2 separate regions of the Mus musculus genome follow, and region 1 is linked to region 2. A link is a contact called in public HiChIP or PLAC-seq data. All regions are on one chromosome and are shown on one strand. The core of a region is the stretch at or near the end of the contact, and the rest is flanking DNA. Distances in the headings are between cores, read along the strand shown.

Region 1 (6,115 bases), core at 3,326-5,825, 890 kb after region 2:
AGAATATAAAATTATTTGGACAAGGCAGTTGGGAGGCTGAGGCAGGAGAATTGCCACAAGTTTAAGGCCAGCTTGGGTTACATAGTAAATCTCAGGCCTTTCTGGGGCATGTCCCTCCTGTCCTAAACACACAAGAGAGACAGAATATTACTAAAATGTAACAACATTCAAAACCAACCAACAAAATCCCTGGTTAGAAAGGATTTGAATTCACCAAAGAAGCACATGAAAAGATTCACTGCTGGACTTGGAAGACAACACAAGAGTTTGAGGTCAGCCTGGGCAACAAAAAAGATATTATCCAAGAAAAAAAAAAAAGACTCAAACAGTTGAGGATTCAGGATATTTCCCCCCCCCCCCCCTTGGGCACACCTGTGATCACAATTTTTAAAAAAGATTTATTTATTTACTATATGTAAGTACACTGTAGCTGTCTTCAGGCACACCAGAAGAGGGCACTTGATCCCATTATAGATGGTTGTGAGCCACCATGTGGTTGCCGGGAATTGAACTCAGGACCTCTGGAACTCTGGAAGATCAGTCCGTGCTCTTAACTGCTGAGCCATCTCTCCAGCCCACAAAATTATTTTCTACTGCAGTGGTTCTCAACACAGGAGTCACATATCAAATGTCTTATGTATTAGATATTTACAATATGGTTCATAACAGCAAAACAAAATTATAGTCATGAAGGAGCAACGAAATATTTTGTGGTGGTGGGGGTCATCTCAACATAAGGAACTGTATTAAAAGGTTATAGCATTAGGAAGGTTGAGAATCACTGATCTATAGAGATGTTGGCAGTTCCTACCAAGTTAAAACTGGAGCCAGCTGTGGTGGCACCTGCCTGCATTCCCAGCACTGGGAGGCTGAGGAGGGCAATCAGGAGCTGGAAGCTTGGTGGGCTGCCTAATAAGACCCTGTTACAAAATACAGAAATAAAAATAAGAAAAATACTACTCAGCAGTAATTCAAACATATATCACTGAAGGTGGGGATATGGCTCTGTGGTCAACAGCACTTGTTGCTCTTGCAGATAACTAGATTCGATTCCCAGTACCCATATGGTGGTTCACAACTGTCTTAGGGCTTTGTTGCTGTGAAGAGACACCATGACCGCATCAATTCTTGTAAAAGAAAACATTTAATTGGGCTTGGCTTACAGGTTCAGTGGTTTAGTCCATTGTCATCATAGTGGGAACCATGGTAGCATGCAGGCAGGCATGGTGTTGGAGGAGCTGAGAGTTCTGTATCAGATAGGAGGCAGCAGAAAGGAAGACTCAGCCACTAGGCCTGGCTTGAGCTTCAGAGACCTCAGAGCCCACCCACTAGTGACACACTCTTCAGTAGCCACACCTACTCCAATAAAGTCATGCCTCCTAATAGTGCCACTGCCTATGAGCCTACAGGGGCCATTTTCTTTCAAAATACTACCACAACCATCTGTAAATTCAGTTCCAGGGGAAGCTAACAGGTACACATGTGTGATGCACATACATGCACATGGGCAAAACATTCATTCACATAAAACAAATCTTTAAAAAACATTAACATATATGCTAATGGAGTTTTAGGGCCAGAGTTCTGTCTCTATGTCCTGATGTGCCTGACTCAACTACCTATCCTAATGTTTCAAAGATGACAAAGGACAGGATAATCAACTTGGCTATGATTGGATGAATAGTGTGGCAGCTAATACTGTCTACTTGACAAACAGTCCTTGGGCATATCTCAAAATTAGATTAACAGTGTACTGGCTGGTTTTGTGTGTCAACTTGACACAGGCTGGAGTTATTACAAAGAAAGGAGCTTCAGTTGGGGAAATGCCTCCATGAGATCCAACTGTAAGGCATTTTCTCAATTAGTGATCAAGGGGGAAGGGCCCCTTGTGGGTGGTACCATCTCTGGGCTGGTAGTTTTGGTTCTGTAAGAAAGCAGGCTGAGCAAGCCAGTAAAGAACATCACTCCATGGCCTTGCATCAGCTCCTGCTTCCTGACCTGCTTGAGTTCCAGTCCCGACTTCCTTTAGTGATGAACAGCAATGTGGAAGTGTAAACTGAATAAACCCTTTCCTCCCCAACTTGCTTCTTGGTCATGATGTTTGTGCAGGAATAGAAACCCTGACTAAGACACAGAGGTAGGAAGGCCCACCTTAACTGTGGGCAGCCTCACCCCATGGACTGGTGTACTGGACTGGCTACAAGGGAGAGAGCAAGTGGAGCACTAGCATTCCTTTGTCACTCTACTTTCGGATCAAGAACCTAATGTGACTAGCTGTGTCACATTCCTGCTTCATGACTTCCAGTCTTCCCCTGAACTCTGAACTCAAATAAGCCCCTCTCCCCTAAGATGCTTGTGTCAGAGCTTCTGATCACAGCAACAGGAAAATAACCAATAAAGATGGATAAAGGAGTTTGGTGGCCCCAAATCCCTATATCCAAGGATAACCTTAACTTCATAATCTCTCCTCCTTATCCATGCTCATGTGTAAGCATCCATAATTAAACCTATTGAGTCACACAAATAAAATGTGACTGTACAAGAACTGATGTGGAAAGTGGGTCAGGAGGAGGGGGAAGGGGACAAAAGAGGGTTATAATAAGTGGGTTTGATCAAAATACATTATAAACATGAAAATACGATGAAACCATTATCTATAATTAATGCATGCTATTAAAAAGAAGAGTGGAGACTCAGCTAATATAAGTTTAATTAGGGTTGGTTACGTGAGCAAAGGTGAAAGGTTATTTACAGTATAGATTGGCAACTTAATTAGTTGCTATACCATTGAAGAAAATACCTCCTCTCCTCAAGCAATCATTAACTGCCCATAGCCCTGTTCCATGTTCACATGTCATGTTCACAACGTCAAGACAGATACTGCCTTGTAACAGTTCTTAGCTACTAGTGAGTTCATGTCGTGCCAGGGAGACAAGAGTCCACAACACGCCTACCTTTCTACCCTTCCTCTGGCTCTCAGATTCTACCATTACCACCCCCACCCCCCAACCCACCAAATGATGTTCTTTGAGTTTTGGAAGGAGCAAGTTAGATGTTTCATTTAGGGCTGAGCATTCAAGCCACTTATTCTCAGCACTTTGAGCAGTTATGAGTCTCTGTATTAAGCACTACTACTGCAAAATGAAGCTTCTTTGCCCAAAGCTGAAGGCAGTACTAATGTTTGGGTAAACATAAATATTTGGAAGGCTGCTTGATATGTATGATACATTTAGTCAGCAAAAGAACAGTAGCTTCCCCCCTAGGGCATTGACCTCCCAGACGCAGATTTGATCAGGTCTACTGTGCCGGACATGAATCCCCTCCTATGGAGTGGGCCTCAAATCAAGCTGGAAAGAAGATGGCTACCCACTTAACAGTTTGCCACTATTGCAAATGTGGGTACATCTTGCCTGGGAGGGCAGCCGGGTAACATACAAGGTCACAGCAGGGCAAGACTGCTGGTGACTTCTTCCATAAGGCATCCTTATGTTATGAAAGCTAACCTTCCAGAGTAAGCATTCAGTCCAGTTCCATCTTGACTTCTGTACACACATGGTTGCTACAGCAGTAGGATCTTATCATCTACATCTGAAAGGCTACCAGCCACAGTAGCAATGGGGCTGGAGAAGTGGCTTAGCTGTTAAAAGAACTCAAGTTCGGTTTCCAGCAACCGAGTTTTGTGGCTCAAGATCACCGATAACTCTGCATCTCAGGTACCTGATGCTCTGCTGGCAACTGCAGCTCTGACCTCTGCTGGCAACTGCATTCATATGCAGAAACACAATCAGAATTAAAAAGAAAATACGTGTTGGTGCCACAATTATCTGGGACTTCCTATCTAGGGGGATCCAACCCCCTCTTCTGACCCCTGTATGTACTAGACACGCACGTGGAACACATACTATATGAAGCAAAGCACTCATACATATGAAATAAATCTAAAACGACTACAAATCTTAAAAAGTTGTAAATGATGTATGTATACCCAAGAATACCAAATTAAATACTAACAGTGTCTCATTGCCAGTTAGTTTTTGTATTCATTTCTGGGGTGGGGTTCCTCTTTGGACACTTTGGAAACTGCAAAGCCAGAAGTTGAAGATAAACACAAAACAAACCTTACGTCCAAACTCCCATTTGCCTCCCTCACTATATATAGTACTAGTTAACCATTATCTTCCACTTAGAAAGTTATGTTCGAAGTAGATCTCTCTCTCTATCTCTCTCTCTCTCCTTCTCTCCCTCCCTCCCCCCTCTTTCTTTCTCTCTCTCTCTCTCTCTCTCTCTCTCTCTTTTTCTTTCTTTCTTTCTTTCTTTCTTTCTTTCTTTCTTTCTTTCTTTCTTTCTTTCTTTCTTTCTTTCTTTCTTTCTTTCTTTCTTTCTTTTCTTTCCTTATTTACTTATTACTTATTTACTTATTTAGACGTACTTGGCTCCTTTAGCCACGACCGTCTGAACTGAACTGGTGGTTGGGTAATTGAAAAGCCCTTACTTCAGAGCAGAGGAGCGCGGCCTGGTCCCGCCCCCGCCTCCGCCCCCGCGGCGCAGCCAATCAGCAACGCGCGCGGGAAGGCCGCACAGCTGCGGGCCGAGCGAGTCGATGAGTCCGCTCGGGACTCCAGTCCGAGTGCACCGTGTTTGAGGTAGGCGGCTCGGCGTCTTCCGCGGCCGGGCTGGCCCGGGTCCCTCTGAAAGAGCAGGCAGGACCCTCGACGTGAGTGGGCGCTCTTCGGTGTGTCGGGGCGGCCCGCGGGTCTGCGTGGGAGGCGGCGCGGCAGCGTGAGAGGTGCCGGGGCCTGGGCCCGTGGCGATTCCCTGTTCCGTCTTACGCGGGTAGACAGCGCCCGCCAGTCATTCCCCTTGTCTCGGCTAACCCTGCGAATATACCGAGCGGCCCACCCTGGGGCAAGAGCATCCTTGCTTGTGTTATCTGAAACCTTGGCAGAATCTGCAACAAATACTGACGGCCAAAAAATTATATATATATATTGGATTTGTTGGAGTAATGGTATGAAACTCCAAATTTAATTTGAGTATATTAAGTTAGTTGATGCTGTAAGTCTGTGGGTTTATAATTAGGTGCAAAACGTCAGGTTTTCTCCATGATACTGATTATAAAAGTGCTCTTCTCAGCGTTGTCTGGGCACATATTGGAAATGAAAATTGTCTGGTGGGCGGTGGGCACCCTTTAATCCCAGCACTCCGGAGGCAAAGGCAGGCGGATCTCTGAGTTCGAGGCCTGCCTGGTCTACAGCGTTTCCAGGATACACCGAGAAACCTCGTTTCGAAAAACAAACAAACAAACAAACAGAAAAAAACAACCTCAATTGCCAGGAAAGGACAAGAACACGCGTGAGCTAAATAGCGACTTCCCGCTTCTAAGATAACCGAGAATTTGACTTCCCTTAACCCGGTTAGTCCTGCTTGGCTGGTTGGTTAGACCTCTGATTCTTTGAAATCAGTGACTTTCTTGAGGGTTTCCATTTCGTGGCTGTCAATCAGCCTGCACATCTTAAGAGCTAAGCCAGAGGCCGCCCCTGTGAGAAGCCCCTTTTCTGGTTTTCCCACCTGTGTGATAAGACCCAGCAGAGTTTCCTCACCCGCTTTTGAACCCTAACCTCCAAGGAACCTCTCAGAGCTCAGAGGCCATGGGCATGTTACCCGTTTTTTCTGGGATTGAGACAGTGGTGCCCTTTCCAAGAGTTTTTGTAAGGATTAAAGGAGCATATGTTTCAGTAACAAAATGTCCTCTATTATTGTATGAGTATGTTTTTTTATATACTATTATTGTGCGCACTGGAGTACATGTGTTGTAGTTGAGGCAATGAGAAAATGATACAAACTAACTGGTGTCCACCGACAAGTCATAGAGTAACGCAGGTTTTTTTCATAAACTGAGGCAACATAGGAAGATTTTTGTGATGTTTTTGTTTTTCCGAGTCAGTCTATGTAGCACTGGCTGGCCCTATCTCAGAGACTTGTCTTTAAAATAAGCTCGAAGCAGGTCCAGATTGCAACTTTGGAGGAAGTGTGGGATCAGTTCTAAGTGTTGTTGTTTTCAAAGAGTTCTAGTCTTAGATGACCACCGGCCTCTGACAGGAGGGATTGAATTTCC
Region 2 (5,939 bases), core at 1,030-3,529:
GGTTCCTTGCCTGACCTTAGAGAGAGAGAGAGACAGAGAGTCAGAGACAGACAGTCAGAGACAGACAGTCAGAGACACAGAGTGACAGACACAGAGAGACAGGGAGAAAGAGGTGGGGGAGAGGGTGCAGCCAGCTATGGGTTGATAAACTGCATTGGGCATGGTTGGGCAATTGGAAAGTTAGTCCTGAGTGGGAGTGGCAGCCCGGGTCTCCTGAACCCCAGTCTCAGAACCTGTTAAAGGAAATGACTGCAGAAGATGACTCTGGCCCAGGCTGGTATCACTCAGCCTGTCAGTCCATGTGTGTATGGTATGAAGGAAAGGACCCGGGAATGGAGATGTTCAGAAATATCTCAACCCAGGAATTTCAAGCCATTGATGTTTGGAGATAGCAAGATAAAGACATTACTTCAGGGCTACCTGGCTTTTGGTGGCATTTCAAGCATGCACAGAAATAATGCACAGCTGCTGGCTTCAAAGATGACCAGCCACTCCTGGATCTGGCTCTGTAACCCCAATGCTGCCATAGACAGGGATACAGATGGACACCCAAGGGTTAATACTCTAGCCTGCATCTGGCTGGACAGGCTCTTCCTGGCTTGCTTCTTCCTCCCACCCACTGCCTCAGCCTCTGACTATGAGAGCAGCCTGGAAACTGCGGCAGTCTCTGAGCACTTCAAGACATCATGTTCCATTTTCCAATCAGTACAGTCTGCAGACAGAGACCCGGCCTGACTGCCTGGCTGAACCTCGGCCTCCTCTCTTTCCTCTTATGTCTCCTTGTAGTCTTTCTTTTCTTCCCTCTTCTCTCTTTATGCTTGTTGCATGTGGGATAACTTCCTCCCTTCCCCTCCTCCTAACCCCACCTTCTGCCTCTCACTGAGCCCCTCTCTCTGCTGTTCTACTTTTCTCTCCTCCCAGACACCTGCAACGCGCTGCCCATCACAAGTTCGGTTCCTACCCTCCAGGTTTTCCCTCTCATTCTCTTCTGAAGCAAACCCACTTGCTGTGGATTGAAAGTACCATCCTTCACTCTGTAAGAGCCATGCTATCATCTGCTGCCATTACTGGAGACAGCTTCTGAGCAGCCCATTATCAGCTGCAGCTCTGAACTCTCCTTGCACTTTCTTTCCTCAGTCAGCCGCAGAGTCTAGAATAGCCCCATCTCATTTTCTTCAAGAAAAGATTCGGGTCCAGCTCCCCTCAAAGAGCCACCCAAGTCCCTAATAGTTCCTACACATCCATTGAACAAGTAGCAGCATGCCCATCTCTCTCTCTCTCTCTCTCTCTCTCTCTCTCTCTCTGCCAACAGGTTGCTCAGCACAGGTCCTGGTGTAAAGCTGAGTGAGCCTGAATTTTCCCTACCCTGAAGGCCCACTCCCAACTGGGGCCTAAAACATGTGCAACAACCAAAGAAAGATATCTACTGGGGATGATGCCACACTCGGATCTTGTGTCACTCGGAACCTGGAGACCTGGTTGACCATTCTGGCAGACATTGGGCCTGTGCCAATCCCTGCGATACCCCCCCCCCCCAGACCCCCATCTCTCTCTCCAGCCTGTGGGTAGCTCAGTGTTCTCCTCCGTGCAATGGGATGAGCAGCCTTCTCTTTACCTCGCAAAGCGCTGCAGCCCCAGGAGCAGCTATTGAAATACCGCGGGCCTCAGCCGTAGCTTAGAAGCAGTAAGGAAGCCAGAACCCAGGGCCGAGAAGCCTGGGCAGCTGGCGAGAAGGGGCTGTCCGCTCCAAGTGGCCCCGCAGAGCCGCCTGCTGCTTGCTGCAGAGCTCCTGCCCCAGCCCGGCCCGGGCCCCGCGCGCCACGGTTGCAGCTTACCGAAGAAGGGCAGCGCCCCGCGGCGCCCCGCGCGGTCATACGGGCAGCTGGGTCCCGGCACGGCGTGTTGGCCGCCCTGGTTCGCTCGCTCCCTTGCTCGCTAGTGGCTGAAGAGCCCGCGCCCCGGTCGAGGGCCACGCCGCTGTCCTGGGATGCAGAGAGCCGCAGCGACACCGAGAGCACCGAGGCAAACTTTCACTTTCCCCTGGCCGAGCTTCGCTGGCCAGCCCTCGGCACAGCCTTTTAAGCGGGCGGGCTGGCGGGGCATGTGGTTTATGGGAAATCACCCTGGCTCTCCGCCAGACACACACAGACATACACACACACAAACACACTCACAGGCACTGACACATACTACACCCCAGAGGCCCACTGAGCCGCCGACTCCCTTCCCCCAAGCGGGCCGCCTGGTCGTCCCCGCTAGCTCTCTTCCCCGTCGCTCTGTGGCTGTGCAGCCTCCTCAAAGTAACCCGGGCTCCACCGCCCTCCCCCGCCCTTCTCGAGCTCTGGACAAGACACTGCCTTTCCTTCTGTGCTCGCCACTCTTGTCAATCTCGTGTGATTGTTCTCGGTCTAATGCTGGCCCCTAGGGACTTTCCCTCAAGGCCCGAAAATCCTCAAATCTGAGCAGGAAACGGACAGAGTACATTGAACAGGACTTGAATGGGGATGGACCAACGCCTCTCTGCTGCAGCTCCATTCAAGTCCCTCATGGAACCCAGGGCAGCAGGTTTGCAGATTGGCTTGCTCCCTCCTATGCATTGTTCAAAGAATCTACTATACTACTATACTATCCTCTCCCCTGGCTGTAGGGAGAAGTGGGGAGCATCCAGCTACCTGGGTAGGAGAGGAAGGACTTGGTCCTGTGACAACTAGCTGGGTGTTTCTGCACTCTGCCAGGAGACACTTCAGGTGCTTAACCTGAAAGCACTGGCTGGCCCCCTGCTCCTGGGCTGCCAAACCCAGCTTATGTGGAAAGGTTGGTGTGCCTGGACTCTAGATTTCCCTCAACTCTGTTGGAAATGCATTTGTGCAATCACATTTTGTCTTTACATGAGAATGGATCTAGATTAACCTATCAAGAGGAGCCTATTAATTATATTGCCAACGTCAGGATCTTTTTCTTCCTTCCATTTATCCTGATTCAATGTGTTTCAATCCCGTCATGCCCAGATGAGTGGTCTGGTCTCAAAGGGGCACTTTTGTCACGTGTCCTCCATTTCCTTGCACTACCTAGCTCAGAGCAACAACGTCCCTCATAAACCTTTGCTCAGGCTGCTTCCTCGGACATGAAGTCTTCCTTTCCCCCATCCATCTTAAGGTGAATGTCTCACCTTTTAAGGTTATAATCACATCTTATCCTTGTCTTGCAAAGCCTTCTGGGATGCTTCAGGCTGATGGATAATTCCTTCTTTCTGTGTTCCCACTGGACGCAACCCATTCCTCCCAGTTAAGTTGGCATTCATTCATTCATTCATTCATTCTCTACATTATTTTAAACTGGTGGTTCTCAACTTGTGGGTGGCAACCTCTTTGGGGGGTCACAAGTCAGATATCCTGCATATCATATGCTTTACATTATGATTCATAACAGTAGCAAAATTACACTTGTGAAGTAGCAATGGAATAATTTTGTGGTTGGGGCGCCACCACAACATGAGGAACTGTATTGAAAGGTCTCAGCATTGAGAAGGTTTAGAACCACTGAATACTAGTGATAGTAGTGATTACGTTTAGAATCACTGAATACTAGTGATAGTAGTGATTACGTTTAGAACCACTGAATACTAGTGATAGTAGTTATTACGTTTAGAATCACTGAATACTAGTGATAGTAGTGATTACGTTTAGAATCACTGAATACTAGTGATAGTAGTGATTACGTTTAGAACCACTGAATACTAGTGATAGTAGTGATTACGTTTAGAACCACTGAATACTAGTGAGAGTAGTGATTACGTTTAGAACCACTGAATACTAGTGATAGTAGTGATTACGTTTAGAATCACTGAATACTAGTGATAGTAGTAATTACGTTTAGAACCACTGAATACTAGTGAGAGTAGTGATTACGTTTGACCTGCACCCTGAGCTGGGAGGCTTCCTCTGGGTAGCACCCCATTTCACTTCACTCCGAACTGATAGACATAGCACATAATAGGAATTAAATTAACTGGGCAGTTGGAATGGATGAGTCACTTGACAGACATTCACTGCTAACTACAGGCCAGTGTAACAGTGACCGTGATAATATGGCCCCCTACTCAGATGTGAGCCACTGGAAGCTGAGGGCTTGGGACTCAGGGCTTCTCGGAGGAATGCAGAGATAGCACTTGGCCAGAGACATGATCAAGGCTTATTTCCTTCTTTGGTGGAATAGTCTTTATTCTGGTCTGGAACAATAAAGATTTAACCACAGCTCTTAAGACAAAAAGCAAGAGGAAGCCATGTAAGTAAGATATGCCTGCAGAGTAGCTGAGAAAAAGATCACATTTTACTGGTTCCATCCTCCTTTACAAACCGGTTTCTGCCCAGGCTTATGGAACTTGGAGTTAGAGCATCTTCTACATCAGCACAAGGACCACTCAGCCATCCATCACATAAGTGCAAAGCATGGAACCCCTTTCCCATCCTACTGAAACCCTTCACATATTACCTGAATCCACCATTTACAAGAAACCTGCCCTTGACAGCTCTGCCCAGTCGTTTGCATTGTGGCTGTGGATGGATGCACATCTTTTGCTCTCAAAGTCTATAAAATGAAGCCAATGATTTCTCTTCATCAAGTTATTGGGCAAACTAAAGCAAACGTGTGTGTGTGTGTGTGTGTGTGTGTGTGTGTGTGTGTGTGTGTATACCATGGCATTTGTGTAGGAGACAGAAGAAAACTAGTGGGAGTTGGGTCTCTCCTTCCACTATGCAGGTCCCGGGGTTGAACTCTGGTTATCAGTCTTGGTAGCAGACGTCTTTAACCACTGACCATCTCACCAGTTCCCATTTTATTATTTTTATTTTTTACTCTCTAATCACTGACACAACAGTGGTGGTGTGGACTTGGGAATCTCAATGCCAGAACTTTCTCCCACCTTGACCACCCACTTGCTGTGTAACTTTAGGCAAATCCTTTCTGTTCTTCTTTCCTCGTTTGCCCAAAGGAAATAATAAGATCTCTGTTCATGTGGCATTACAGAGGAATGAACAAGACCATCCATAACTGGACTTCCACAGTAGGACTTGTAGCTCCCTTACTTGTGTTACTTTAACACAAGGCATTGCGCTTCTGGTGGCTAACCAAGCTTTGCCTTCATGCACAAGGAAGTCAAGTCTGGAAGAGCTGATGATGTGTTTAAAGTGGCTGCTCCATAGTCTCCTCTGACTGCCCAAAGGGACTGATTCTGGCATCCTCCCCTGTCTGACTCTCCAGAGTCTTCACTGGATTTCAGGGTCCTGTGAATCCAGACAGGCCAGTGTGAGCCCTTCCATGCAAGAGAAATAATGGAATCATAGAATTGAAACCTTTTTAAAATCCTTGTACTGCTTTAGATGAGGAAATGGAGACCCAGACAGACTAAGCCACCTCTTCCAGAATCACACAAGAATTACGGGAGTCCGGGATGGGGACACTGAGAGTCAAGTCTGGAATGAGAGGACTCTGGGCTCCATGTGGTTGCTCAGATCATCTGCAGTCTTCCATGCTGACTACTGGTAGAGTCATGTCCGGAGCCAGGTCCTGGGGGAAGGGAGAGAGGAATTTGGCACTGTCTGAGATTTGGGGTTCCAGGGATTTCCAAGCTGCAGCATCACCCAGGAGGCAGCCCTCAGCTGACCGTGAGGGAGGGCAGAGGGAGTTTGAGAGAGACCCTCCTTGCTAGAGCAGTGAACCAAGGGGAGGATGAGTGATTGAAAAGAGAGAAATTGAGATGGGTGGCAGGAAATGAGAGAAAACAGCGTTTGTAGATTGTTCTGAAACAATTTGTCAGGCAACTTCCTCTGGAGATCTTTCTAGAAAATTGACTGTTATCACACAGGGTGCTCCTCCCATCGTGGTGCATCTCTTATTTTTTCCACCCTTTCTTGTCTTTCTCCCTCCTCTTTTCTACAAAA

The links. HiChIP or PLAC-seq counts read pairs in DNA pulled down with a chosen protein or histone mark.
Region 1: a contact with region 2 is called in an H3K4me3 HiChIP or PLAC-seq map of bone marrow-derived macrophages, with 4 times the contacts expected there. The contact joins the promoter of Clcc1 here to the promoter of Csf1 in region 2. A contact is called at or near these places in 2 of 39 promoter capture datasets (both in liver) and 1 of 115 datasets of contacts at active chromatin or transcription factors (bone marrow-derived macrophages).

The regions. Positions count from the first base shown.
Region 1 is chr3:108,649,338-108,655,452 of GRCm38.p6, forward strand. Clcc1 (chloride channel CLIC-like 1) reads left to right here and starts at 4,576. Exons shown (of 12, transcript NM_145543.2): 1 at 4,576-4,643.
Region 2 is chr3:107,758,190-107,764,128 of GRCm38.p6, forward strand. Csf1 (colony stimulating factor 1 (macrophage)) reads right to left here and starts at 2,280. Exons shown (of 9, transcript NM_007778.4): 1 at 1,836-2,280. The coding sequence starts at 1,874. The region is part of intron 1 of Gm40121 (a long non-coding RNA gene); the gene reads left to right.